4 separate regions of the Mus musculus genome follow, and regions 2, 3 and 4 are each linked to region 1. Evidence: chromatin contacts called from public HiChIP or PLAC-seq and promoter capture Hi-C data. All regions are on one chromosome and are shown on one strand. Each heading gives the region's core, a stretch centred on a gene start, on an enhancer-like site or on the middle of the called end of the contact. The rest is flanking DNA. Distances are from core to core; before and after follow the strand shown.

Evidence for each region. Promoter capture Hi-C pulls out the DNA fragments that hold promoters and counts their contacts. HiChIP or PLAC-seq counts read pairs in DNA pulled down with a chosen protein or histone mark.
Region 2: a contact with region 1 is called in an H3K4me3 HiChIP or PLAC-seq map of embryonic limb bud, with 4 times the contacts expected there. The contact joins the promoter of Pitpnc1 here to the promoter of Kpna2 in region 1. A contact is called at or near these places in 3 of 39 promoter capture datasets (cranial neural crest, frontonasal cranial neural crest and liver), 1 of 484 Hi-C or Micro-C datasets (embryonic stem cells), 2 of 115 datasets of contacts at active chromatin or transcription factors (embryonic limb bud and embryonic stem cells) and 2 of 9 other capture datasets (embryonic stem cells and pancreatic islet).
Region 3: a contact with region 1 is called in a promoter capture Hi-C map of frontonasal cranial neural crest. The contact joins the enhancer-like site here to the promoter of Kpna2 in region 1. A contact is called at or near these places in 6 of 39 promoter capture datasets (the C10 cell line, cranial neural crest, frontonasal cranial neural crest and 3 more), 2 of 15 datasets of contacts at CTCF or cohesin (embryonic stem cells and pro-B cells), 11 of 484 Hi-C or Micro-C datasets (B cells, CD4 T cells, CD8 T cells and 8 more) and 3 of 115 datasets of contacts at active chromatin or transcription factors (embryonic forebrain, embryonic stem cells and pancreatic cancer cells).
Region 4: an H3K4me3 HiChIP or PLAC-seq map of bone marrow-derived macrophages shows a contact between it and region 1, with 3 times the contacts expected there. The contact joins the enhancer-like site here to the promoter of Kpna2 in region 1. A contact is called at or near these places in 2 of 39 promoter capture datasets (the HPC-7 cell line and pre-B cells), 3 of 484 Hi-C or Micro-C datasets (the N1E-115 cell line and embryonic stem cells), 1 of 115 datasets of contacts at active chromatin or transcription factors (bone marrow-derived macrophages) and 2 of 9 other capture datasets (adipose tissue and liver).

What each region holds. Positions count from the first base shown.
Region 1 is chr11:106,998,002-107,001,066 of GRCm38.p6, reverse strand. It overlaps Kpna2 (karyopherin (importin) alpha 2), which reads left to right and starts at 1,542. Exons shown (of 11, transcript NM_010655.3): 1 at 1,542-1,708. Gm39424 (a long non-coding RNA gene) reads right to left here and starts at 1,598. Exons shown (of 3, transcript XR_880255.3): 1 at 1,518-1,598.
Region 2 is chr11:107,469,127-107,472,191 of GRCm38.p6, reverse strand. It overlaps Pitpnc1 (phosphatidylinositol transfer protein, cytoplasmic 1), which reads left to right and starts at 1,472. Exons shown (of 9, transcript NM_001359616.1): 1 at 1,472-2,301. The coding sequence starts at 2,254.
Region 3 is chr11:106,647,065-106,650,129 of GRCm38.p6, reverse strand. No RefSeq gene overlaps it. Among named protein-coding and RNA genes, the nearest start is that of Tex2, 36 kb to the right of the region's middle. Within about 2 kb of position 1,534, at least 43 of the 459 cell types and tissues checked have an H3K27ac peak or open chromatin away from gene starts, as enhancers often do. A contact at or near this core is called in CD8 T cells, where this site is marked.
Region 4 is chr11:106,673,935-106,676,999 of GRCm38.p6, reverse strand. All of the region lies in intron 13 of Pecam1 (platelet/endothelial cell adhesion molecule 1), which reads left to right. Among named protein-coding and RNA genes, the nearest start is that of Pecam1, 40 kb to the left of the region's middle. Within about 2 kb of position 1,544, at least 285 of the 459 cell types and tissues checked have an H3K27ac peak or open chromatin away from gene starts, as enhancers often do. A contact at or near this core is called in the HPC-7 cell line, the N1E-115 cell line, adipose tissue and 2 more, where this site is marked.

The sequences.
Region 1 (3,065 bases), core at 293-2,792:
CATGTCATGAAAAGCAAAAACAAATTAGAGAAAAGGCTAAAATATGTGTGTGTGTGTACACTATATACATGTTACATATTTTAAAATGTGCCGAAATGTTAACATTTGGCAAGTCTAGGCAAAGGTTTGTGATTCTGTGTTCAGAATTACTCAAGTTTTAAAGTATTTGAAGGCAGGCAGTGGTGGCACACTGCCTTTAGTCCCAGCACTCTGAGGTCTGTGGAGTTCAGTCAGGTCTACAGAGACACAGAGAAACCCATTAAGTGTGTGTGTGTGTGTGTGTGTGTGTGTGTTTGGGGGAAGGGAGCAAAATAAAGAAATAAATAAAAAATTTTAAAGGTTTGGAGAAAATAGGTATTAATAAGTTATTGGTTTTTTGTTTTTGTTTTTCGAGACAGGGTTTCTCTGTGTAGCCCTGGCTGTCCAGGAACTTACTCTGTAGACCAGGCTGGCTTCGAACTCAGAGAACTCAGAAATCCGCCTGCCTCTGCCTCCCAAGTGCTGGGATTAAAGGTGTGCGCCACCACCACCGGGCTAATAAATTATTGTTACCATATTTGCTGCTTCCATTGTCCTTTTTCTTTTTCTTTTTTTTTTTTTTTTTTTGCTTCTGTCCTGGAACTCACTCTGTAGACCATGCTGGCCTCGAACTCAGAAATCCGCCTGCCTCTGCTTCCTGAATGCTGGGATTAAAGGTGTGCGCCACCACTGCCCGGCTTCCATTGTCTTTATTTTCCAAGTAATCTAAAAGTTTACCACACGGGACAAAGTGGGGCATGTCTGTAATCCCAGAACTGACGTTGAGGAAGGATTGCATTAGGTTCAAGGCTAGCCTGGGCTCTATTGTTAATGTGAGACCCTGCCTCAATCCCACTCCCCATGATAAAAATTAAATAACCAGTAAATAGCACAAACAATAATATAGCGATACAACTAATGATTGCCTAAAGATAAAATAATCAACAAATACTATAAACAATATAGTGATACAACTAATGGTTAAGAGGCACACAGATCCACGTTCTCCCGGTGACCAGCTCCTGATGTAAAATTTTTTTAAAGTAAATATATTTCTCTTTTCTTTTATTGATTGATTGACTGATTGGTTGATTGAGACAGGGTCTCACTATTTAGCCCTGGTTGGCCTGGCTGTATAAACCAGGTTTGCCTTGAACTCCTAGTGCTGGGATTAAAAGCCTGCGCCAATCACCGCAAGCTAAGCCTTTTTTTACAAGTGTAATAATAATTTCGTGTGTTTGTTTAAGGACAAGCCCAGGGAAAGCAAACAGGGTACGGCCCAGTGTCCATCTAAGCATAGACGAAACGCAGGTCTCCATGCTGTGTGCTGAGATCTGGAGTCACCCTTCTGCAAGGCACCCTGGGATTGCCCGGCCGCTCCCTCATCTCGCGACGCTTCCCTGCTTACCGCCCCACCCCCACCTTTTTTTTTTTTTTTCCCCTACGACCTGCGTCTGCGTCCCACCCCCACCCCCGCCTAACGTGTTTTTCAAACCTACCAATGAACGCGCAGCTTAGGCTCAAATCAGCCAATCGGAACGCGGCGTCACCGGGAAATTTAAATCGCGCCGGCCGGCAGCACGAGGCACAAAATCTGAGGGCTGAAGGGTAGCAGACGTTTCCACAGCCGCCGACCCGCAGCTTGAGTGTCCTGCACCACCTTTCGTGGAAATCTGAGCCGGCTGTACAGGTAGGAACGGAAGCCGGTCCTGAGCAGTAACGGCCGGACGGAAGGCTGCGGGGCGGAGGGCGGGAGCAGGCCGCGCCCGGGCCGGAGCTGAGCCTCCCTGCTCCGACCAGGCCTCGGGGCGGGTTGGTTTCGCCACGCCGGGGTCAGGGTTGGCAACGCCGGGCGCTGCGGAGGGCAGCGAAGGCCTGGGAGCGGCTCGGGTCGGCGTGGAGGGACCGGAGGGCAGCCGCAGTCGAGCGGACCTACCTGGCTGTGCCGCCGCTTTCCTGATGCTTCTGCCCCGGGGAGGAGACGCAGCTTTGGGCAGGGGATGAAGGTGGCAGTTAAGACACCCCAGTTAAGCCCTTGACCCGGATCACCTGGGTCAGGGTCGAGGACGGACATAAAGCAGTTAAACCTACTAGCTTACCAGGGTACTTTGGGTTCCTGTCCCTTCGCGACGACCACACCTGGGTTCTATCGAGCCCCACTGATCACAGCTGATGTCATCCCGGCTGAATGCATTCTCTGGAAGTGTGTGCAAGATGCGGCGTTAATGCCATTGCTGACAGCGATGATGTGATGGAAGGCCCTATAATGGAACGAACCGATTCTTTATGTAACTTGCAAGAGGGTACTAGTATGGATCCGTTTTGGCCATCGATCAACAGAAAACGAGAGCTGCGTTTATTGCCTTAAGGACGTAGATGGTTGCCAGGCATTGTTGGCGCACGCCTTTAATCCCAGCACTTGGGAGGCAGAGGCAGGCCGATTTGAGTTCGAGGACAGCCAGGGATACACACAGAAACCCTGTCTCGAAAAATAAAACAAACAAAGGACGTAGATTGTTCTCCTACTTGGTGTTCTATTAACTAATGGAGCCTAGAATTTAGATCCTTGACTTAATACCGTGCTGGCTAGAGGCTTAAGACTATTGAGTGTTTGAAAAGCCGCTAATCTGTTGAGATGCCCCGTGTGCTTAAACTACCCATTGGATTTTGAAGGTGTATAAAAACAGTAAGACATCTCAATTTTTCTGTATTGATGACATCCTCAAATGGTAATAGTTTAGCTATATTGGGTAAAAGTCTTAAAATTAATTTCCTTCCTTCCTTCCTTTCTTTTTGTTTTTTCGAGGCAGGGTTTCTCTGTGTAGCCCTGGCTGTCCTGGAACTCTGTGGACCAGGCTGGCCTCGAACTCAGAAATCCTCCCGCCTCCCAAGTGCTGGGACTAAAGGAGTGCGCCACCACTGCGGGGCTCACTGTGGTTAGTGGAAATTTTAAATTATCTTTTTTTAAAATTTTTTTTGATTGACAGTTAAGTTGCCTTTGTAGTAAGGGGCAATTATGGCTTAGTATTATAGCCATAATGATGAAA
Region 2 (3,065 bases), core at 223-2,722, 470 kb before region 1:
TCTAGGACAACCAGGGCTAGACAGAGAAACCCTGTCTCAAAAACAAAACAAAACAAAATTTCTCAGGGTGTTTGGTTTACCTTTAATTAGCTGCTGTAAATATTTCAGAGCCAACTTTGGGAAGCATTTATCTAGAAAATAGTTTTCTTTCTTTGTCTCTCTTTCTTTCTTTCTTTCTTTCTTTCTTTCTTTCTTTCTTTCTTTCTTTACCAGAATATAAGCTATGTTTAGGGTGTCATTTTCCTAGCAGGCTGGATCATGTTCCCTGAGCTCTAAACTTGGGTCATCTGGACAACATTAGCCAGAGCCCACCCTCATTATGTTGATTAGTGACTTATTGAGCATCATTTTAACATACTATACCATTGAGGCCTGCAGAGTCTGCATTGCCCAATGCAAGCTCTATGGGTGAATGTGGGTCTCCAGAACTCACAAATGCACACACACACACACACACACACACACGTTTGTGTGAACATATGCATCTATGTTTGAGAGCCAGTGATGTTTACACATTATCCTCCTATAGGCAGTGGATGCACTTTTTTCCTCCATTTTTAGGAAAACAAGCTAAAAAAAAAAAAAAAAAAAAAAAAAAACAAACCAAAACCGAATGCCAGACAAATGAAAACCAGACTTCAGCAGTTACATGCTGCTTCCTGAGTAACTAAAGAATGTGCTTCTTGTGGTTAAAATGAGAGATCTGTTTAATATGGATGAAATACCAACACCCCGGGCATTTTTATTGACATTTCACTGTGACTTTTTGAACTTAGGAGTGCTGACACGAAAACCTATTCTTTCTGCTCTGGGAAGCCTGCAGTTGGGATTGCAGAGAGCCAGGGAGAAAGAGGTAGCAGGCAATGCTTCTCTCTCTCTCTCTCTCTCTCTCTCTCTCTCTCTGTGTGTGTGTGTGTGTGTGTGTGTGGTTGCGAGCGCGCACGCATTTTTACTCTGTTTTCACCAACACTGCTGCAGAACTCCGCCTTGAGAGCATGTTAGAAAAACCCATTCTAAAACCATCATTTCTCTTGCTCCGGCCTTGCTTACTCCATCAGAGAGAAAAAAATGTTCGCTGTGAGCATTTGTAAACACGCCCCCAGCCCCAAAGTCAAGGGGCACTAGTGCACTTTGGAAACGGTTTCCAAAGCGACTAAGTAGAGAGCCCTATGGCACCCAGGTTACATTTGAAAACAGATCCAACGTTGTAAGAGTCCAGGATAGCTTCTTTGCGATTCTCTGTTCTCTTTGCGTTAGCTGTTCTAGGTTCTGGGACAGCCCTGGCGTCTGGCAGCAGACGGGAGAGACATGCTGTTTTGTTTAAATCCTCCACATTCTTTGCCATTTCCCCATTGGCCGGATGGGGCTACCCTCCCCGCCGCGGCCGCTGCTGATGTCAGCCTCGTCGCTCTCGCTCCTCCCGCACCCACCTCCCTGCCCCAGGCACACTGCAGCTCGGCGCGGACTCTCCAGTCGCGGCGAGGTGGCTGCAAACTCACGGGCACGCACGGCGCTCTCAGAGCCGAGGGACTCGGGGGAGGGGACGCGCGCAAGCCGCTGGCAGCCAACCGCCTAGGTTGAAGACACCCGGGGCCCAGAGCAGGGCAGAGCCTTGGCGGCTGCGGCTTCCCTTTTCTCTCTCAGCTGAGCTCCGGAGAGACTCGGGGACTGGCCCTAAAAAAGAGCAGGAAATCTTGTTTACCGCCCGGGGAGAGGAGCCCATCGAGCCTTTGTTTGGAAAGTCAGCATCGCCTGCTCCCGCGGCAATGTGTTCCTGGTGACATTAACCCACGGTAGACGGGTAGGAGAAAAAGGGGGCTCGCCAGGTTCAGCTCTGCTTTCGGAGGAGGATCCAGAGGAGACTTTTGTGCGTTTGTTTGAATTTGTGGAAATCCCTTTTCCTCCTCCTTTTGCCTCTCTTGCCCGCCGCCGGGCATGTCCTGATCTGGTGGCCGCGCCTACCAGCCCGGGGCTGCTGATCCGAGCTGTCTCCCGCGGGTCTCCCTCCCTCAGTGCCTGACTTTGCAATACCGAGAGGGCTGATCTCTGCGAGGAAGGAGGCGGGGGAGTCACAGACACCGGGACCCGAAGCTTGACATGCTCCGGGGCGGACCGGAGGCAGTTAGGAGCTGAGCGCACCACCGGGGCTGCTTCGCTTGCCGGTTCCCAGCGTCTTTGCCCTCCTCTGGGCTCCAGCCTTGCTCATCTGTTGGGACGCCCCCTTCTTTCCCGAGGTCTGCGGCCGGCAGGAACATGCTGCTCAAGGAGTACCGAATCTGCATGCCGCTCACCGTGGACGAGGTAGGCACCGCGCCCGGCCTCGCCCGCTCCGGGTCCCCAGCCGCCACCACTCGGCCGGCGGGTCCACTGCGTGCGGCGGGGAAACCCTGGCGCCCAAACCTGGAGGCTGGAGGGGGAGGAGGCAGGGGATTCGCTGTTCCCACTCGTCACCCCAGCAGAGGAAAGGCGGCGTGGGGGTGGGGCGGGGGAGTCCAGGTGAGCTCTTCGGGGACATCTAGAATCAGATTCCTGGGGACCACAATGCGTCACAGGGAGCTGTTGCGCCCCCTCCCTCCAATTAAGCAAATGCACAGAGTATAAGAGCCCAAGCATGCTCTGCAGCCGGAGTATCGGGGTAACCGGCCGTGGTGGTAGCCACTGTCCCCATGTCCTCTTTACAAGGTGGGCTTGCAGGGACAAATTCCGCGCGGGTGGGATCTGCAGACCAGAGTCCCGCCTTGGGGGCATGTGGGAGGCCTGGAGAGGGTCCGTTTAGAACCCGACTTCTTGTCGCCTCCGGTCTAGGCGCTGGCTCCTGCCCAGCCGAGCATCCAGGCTCCCTCCGCGATCTGGATTGTCCTTTGCTGACCGCCTGGCTCGGAAACTTTCTGCGTGTCTCGTTCCTTCCGCGGCGGGGAGCGTGGTCTTAGGAAGAGCCCCAGTGGTGGGGCCTGCGGCGCGGCCACCGGAGGGCGCTCCAGGCCGTCAGGCCGGGCCCTCCTGGCTCTGAGTATCGGGGCTGCAGGGTGGGGGGCTCCCCGCTCAAGGGCTCGGCCTCCACGCGC
Region 3 (3,065 bases), core at 285-2,784, 350 kb after region 1:
GTCATCACCTTATCACCTCGCATCTAACACACAAGGACTTGAATCACTCAAACCAAATCTACCTTAGCAAAGGCTGAGGCCACTGAATACCAGGTAAACGCCAGCACCAGGCTCCTTACAGCCCGGAGATTACCAAACTGCTAGAGTCAATGCCAGATTAAAAAAAAAAAAAAAAAAAAAGAACATGGGGCGGGGTGAGGGTTGGGGGGAGAGGGGGCAGGCTGCAGTTGGGACAAGGAAAAACAGAGTGGTAGAGGCCACTTTAAAACATAACCATCATGATTTTTACTTATCAAAAAGCCACCAGGAGCTGGCCTTGGTGACATATACCGGTCATCCCAGTACATAGAAGGCAGCCAAGGGCTACACAGGGAGACTTCTAAAATACAGTAGTAAAAATAACAGCAATAGGACTGGAAAGATGGCTCAGCAGTTAAGAGTACTATCTGCTCTTCCGAAGGTCCTGAGTTCAAATCCCAGCAACCACATGGTGGCTCACAACCATCTGTACAGCTACAGAGTACTCATATACATTAAATAAATAAATAAATAAATAAATAAATAAATCTTTAAAAAATAAATAATAACATAATAACAACAACTAAGGAATGAAGAAGACTTTTTTTTTTTTTTTTTTTTTGGTTTTCAAGGCAGGGTTTCTCTGTATAGCTCTGGCTGTCCTGGAACTCACTCTGTAGACCAGGCTGGCCTCAAACCCAGAAATCCACCTGCCTCTGCCTCCCAAGTGCTGGGATTAAAGGAATGTGCCACCACTGCCCGGCGAAGAAGACATTTTTTAATGTCTTTTTAACAGACAACTGTTCTCTCTGCTCTTCAGTGAAGAACAATTTCCTGGTGCCAAAAATAGGAAAGGTGAATTTGCTGAGTAGACAGCAAACTCTATCTGGGATACAATAAGTAGATGATATGATATGGGAGAAGATGGCCCAGGCTATGGGGGAAAGGCTTGATCTGGGAAGTGTGTGTAGGGAACTACGGAGCATCTCTCATTCGGTAAGAATTAACTGGGAGCCTCCTTAAGCTGAGTTTTGAAGCAGGGAGAGGTGGAACACGCCTATAACCCCAGCACTGCGGAGGTTGAAGCAGGATTGTTGCAAGATACAGCGCAGTCGAGGCTGCAATGTGAGTGGAAAGACAGGAGGGAAGTCTGGGACTGGAGGGATTGGTCTCTGCCCGAGGGCTCAATACTACTGTTCTTGCAGAAGACCCAGCTAATGACAAACGTCCCTTGGTACAGGAACAGGGAGACTAAAGGGACAGAGCGAGCAGGACAGCAAAGATGAGACCACCTTTATTGCTGAACCAGATAAACAGTGAGGTTGCCTTATTGTACACAGATCCATTTCTTCAAATGCCTTCTTGAAATGTCTTCTCCAAAAGCCTTCTTCACACTCCTGTCACCCGAAGGGTAGGTTAGAAATGACGAATCTCGGGGCACACCCTGTATCTACCAAACACCTTGTGACCTGTGTCTCCCAAAGCCAAACCTGGGTGACTCACTAGAAGCCCTGCTGGAAAAGACGCCGCGTGTCTTTACAAATCCACAGAGCCTTCTAGCATATTTCAAGCGGTTTCGGATCCCCACAGGTTTTCAACAGCTTTTGCGGCTCATGGGCGGCAGAGATCGCCACCTGGTGGCCGAGTGTGTTAATAACATTTATTACCTTCCTAGGTCTTAATCCTCAAGAATTGGACTATCATATTAAAAGTAATTACAGTTTTAGCACAATTGTCTTGGACGTTTTTTTTTAAAAGATGGAGCCCACAGTGTTGATCTCCTCCTGCTTGACTTCAGGCAAGACAGGACCAGTTGCCTCATGTTCCAGCCACGGTACCTTCCTTGGTGTGAAAGTTGATACCCTTAAGCTATGAACAAAAGCCACCCCATCCATGAGGGGCATTTGTCAGGGATCTCTTCACAACAATGTGACATAATTGATGCCCGTGACAGAGAAGACCGGGCAGACCAAGGAAGTGTTCTATGTCAAAAGAGACTGAAGAAAGCCAAGAATGTTGAGTGTTGGCACTTAGAATTTCAGCACCAGGGGGTCTGGGACAGGGGGATGATGAGTTTGAGGTTGGCCTGTGTTACCAGTATATAAATAGATAGATAGGTAGATAGATAGATAGATAACTGAAACTATTGAGACTACATGCGTATCTGCACCACAAAACCCTAAATTGGATCCCAGACTTAAAAACAAAAATGTGGGTAAGAAGGCAAATCTGGCAAACACCCTGACAAGCTTCATGAACCAGCAGTCTGAGTTCAGTTCCCAGGACCCATGTGTAAGAGGCAGAAGAATTGAATCCAAAATCAAATACTTGATACTAAGGGAGACAAAGTCAAAAAGAAGGAGGAGGAGGAGGAAGAGGAGGGGGAGAGGAAGAGGAGGAGGAAAGGGAGGAGGAGAAAGAGGAGGAGAAGGAAGAGGATGAGGAAGAAGAGGAGGGGGAAGAGGAAGAAGAGGAAGAGGAAGAAGAGGAGGAGAAGAAGAAGGAAGAGGAGGAGGAAGAGAAGGAAGAAGAGGAGGAGAAGAAGAAGGAAAAGGAGGAGGAGGAGAAGGAAGAAGAGGAAGAGGAGAAGGAGGAGGAGGAAGAAGAGGAGGAAGAGAAGGAGGAGGAGGAGGAGGAGGAGGAGGAGGAGGAGGAGGAGGAGGCCAGCTTTGGTGGCACAGGCCTTTACTAGTACTCAGGAGGCTTAGACGTGAGGACCTTGAGTTCCAGGACAACTTGAACCATTTAGTGAGTGCGCTCCTTCCTCAGAATAAAGAGAAAAGAGAAGGCTGAGTCAGAGTGGTGGTGTACACCTTTAATCCCAGCACTCGGGAGACAAAGGCAAGTTCATCTCTGAGTTCCAGGCCAACCTAGTTTACGGAGTGAGGATTACACAGAGAAACCCTGCTTTGAAAAACCAGGGGCGAGGGCGGGAGTGGAAGAGTGGGGCTGAGGCTATAGGTAGAGCCTAGCATGTGGGAGGGCCTGTATAACCATATTTTTTATTCTTCTGTAGTAATGATTGTCTCATGTAGCTGTCCAGCAGC
Region 4 (3,065 bases), core at 295-2,794, 320 kb after region 1:
CTGTAATTCCAGTATTCCTCAAAAAACAGACAGGGGCTTCCCAGGGCAAGCTGGCTAGCTAGACCAGCCATGTCCACATTCAGCCTCCATGAATATGGTGAAGAACTGTTGTTTGTATTGATACTAGATTTTTTTTTCCATACACTATATTCAGTTTTGTTTTGTTTTGGAGACAGGGTTTCTCTGTATAGCCCTGGCTGTCCTGGAATTCACTCTGTAGACCAGGCTGGCCTGGAACTCAGAAATCTGCCTGCCTCTGCCTCCCGAGTACTGGGATTAAAGGCGTGTGCCACCACCACCCGGCCATTCTCTCTCTCTCTCTCTCTCTCTCTCTCTCTCTCTCTCTTACTCTCTCTCTCTCTCTCTCTCATTAGAAAAAAAACAGGCATCCGTAAAAAATGAGGTAAAACACAATACAATAATGAACAAACCAGAATAGAGGAAATCAAAGAAAAGCTAAGGAATACACACACACACAGACACACAACCACACACACATACACGCAATCACACACACATGCATACATGCACACACAGAAGTCCCATAGAGTCACAAATCTGGGGAACTATTGAGAAAGATTCCCAGTCTTTCTCAGACCTCCATACATGTTAGTCCTCCCAAGACATACAACCACTGCACACATACCATACATACATACATACATACATACATACATACATACATACATATATACATACAAAAGCAAACTCAGGACCATCAAGGAAGTGGCCTGAAGAAGAACAAGACAGATGTGCTATCACTGTGCAAGAGATAGTGGGTGCCAGAAATGGATGGTGTCTAGGTGCACATCTGAGATCCATCACAGCTCGTGGCCAGGATTGGGGAGCCAGAGTCCCTATATTTCTTGCTGGAGTAGCTGCATGGACGGCTGTGGTGTTTGAGGATAAGATCCGGTTTGACTGGGTTAAGTCTAAGATGCCGGTGAGACACCCTAGAGTAGGAAGCTCAGGGGTCTGGAGCTCAGAGGCAAGCCAGGACAGATGAAACTGTAGAGTGATCAGTATCAGCTGTCACTGGTCCAGCCTGGGCTTCGACTGCATCCTGGGCTTGCCAACCCAGGTAACATCTTTCTTCTTCCTAGAGGTAAGGGAAGGTGCTAGCTTAAGGGTTGAATGGCAAGATCAGAGCCGGCTACACCATCCTTTCTGTTCTGGACTGCTGCATTCTACCGTGGTGGGGGAACACTGACAGCTCCAGGCACAGGGGACCAAATCCCTGCTCTCTTGTCTGTACAGAACATCCTCAAGTTGCCTGTCACCCCGGGCTCGGATACCAGGCTGAATCCATCCTCCCACAGTGGTCCAGGCCCAGGTCTGGGCAGGCAGCAGCCTGAGGGTTGTGCATGATACTTGTGTGGGAGCGCGTGCCTGTGCGCTGGGAGTTCCGAAAGCTGAAGAGGGAAGAAGGAAGCATCACTGGCCCTGGGAAAGGCTCCATTTCCCTTTTGTTGGGAGAGTGTCCTTGTATCTGGTGTTCTTTTGCTTTCTTGAGAGTGTGGAAGGATTGAATAGAGGAAGTGTGGCAGTTCCTAGAATAGGGTGGGACCGTGGCAATTGCCTCTGGCTTCCCTCGATAGATTCTGCAGCCGTCCCTTGCAGCCAAGCTATCAGTTACATTTCCCAGCTTGCACTAGTTGCCCAGTCAGGGCTCTGGGGAAGATTCTAGAACAAAGGTCGTTTGGGTGGCAAGGGGAACTTAAGAGGATACAAATTGTGTTTCCTCCTTGTTGAAGAAGGACAGTGAGGAACTCAGGTCTGGACCACTGGTGCTGGCCCCTTGTTCTCCCCCAAGCAGGGACAAGGGCATTGATTGCTAGGTGAAGAAAGAAGGGCTTTGTGGGTTCAAGGTCAATGATGACTAAATATGAGCTAGTGCCTGCCAGCCTGGTCCCCTGTTCTCAAGGTCTCTCATCCTACACAATTGGAGGAGGCTATGGGGACCGGGTCCAGATCTAACCCTGGCTGGCAGCTCACCAAGTGGTCACTGCGGATGGAGGAGGACGGGAAGGAACTCATTAAATCCCGATTTGCTGTCTGTTTGCTCCGAGGCTAATTGCTGGGAAAACCCCATGACGTTGGAGCCGTCTCTTTCTCTGTTAGCACAGAGAAAAACAGAAACCAAAATAGAGACCCATCAGGAAACGCCTCTGACAAGCAGAGACAAACAGCTCCTGGCCTGGGCTAGTCTTTAGCAGGCAGCTGCTGCCAAGGAGACATGAGAGGGGGAAGGGCAGTGAGCAGCTGCACCCTGCTCCTCCCCTACCCCCGCCCCCACCCCCTCTTACTGAGCTGGGCAAAACCAGGGGCAAGCATAGACCATGCAGCTCAGTCTAGAAGTGGAAAGCATCCCTTCCTGACTTGAGGTAGGCACAGCCTGAAGCCGCTGAGGTCCAGAGAATATCAAACTGTTGCCAAGGAGACCAGAGAGGTACCTGGAACAGTGGAGTTCACAAGATGTCCAGGCTAACCCCACCCATGTTTGGCTGCCCAGCCCACCCAGCCCTCACCTCACCCTCATCCCAATTCATGTCCCTTCTATCCTAGCTCCTTGTTAGGCTAGGGCAGAGGAAGGTCTAGACTTGCTTCTTATGGACGACATCTTATAGCAGTTATCACGCAGTTATTTTTAGCTGTGTGTGTGTGTGTGTGTGTGTGTGTGTGTGTTGTGTGTTAGGATACACCTGTCTCTGAGTACATGCAGAAGTCATGGACTCTAATTTATGTCAGGTGTCTAATTTATGCTCAGTCTCCCACTACCTTATTCTTTTGAGACAGTCTCCTGCTGATCCTGGATCTAGGCTGGCAGCCAGCCAACCCTAGCAGTCAGCCCTCTTACCTCTGCCCCTAACAATTGCTGGGGTTATAGGTGCCTACAGCTATGCCCCAGATTGTCTGGGATTTGGGTTCAGGATTCCAGCTCAGGTTCTTACGTTTGTGCAGCAAGTGCTCTTACCCACTGAGCCATCTCCCAGCCCTGTGGTATTTGTTTGTTTATTTGTTTGCTTGCACTGGGGCTTGAACCCAGAGCCTTGCACATGCTGAGC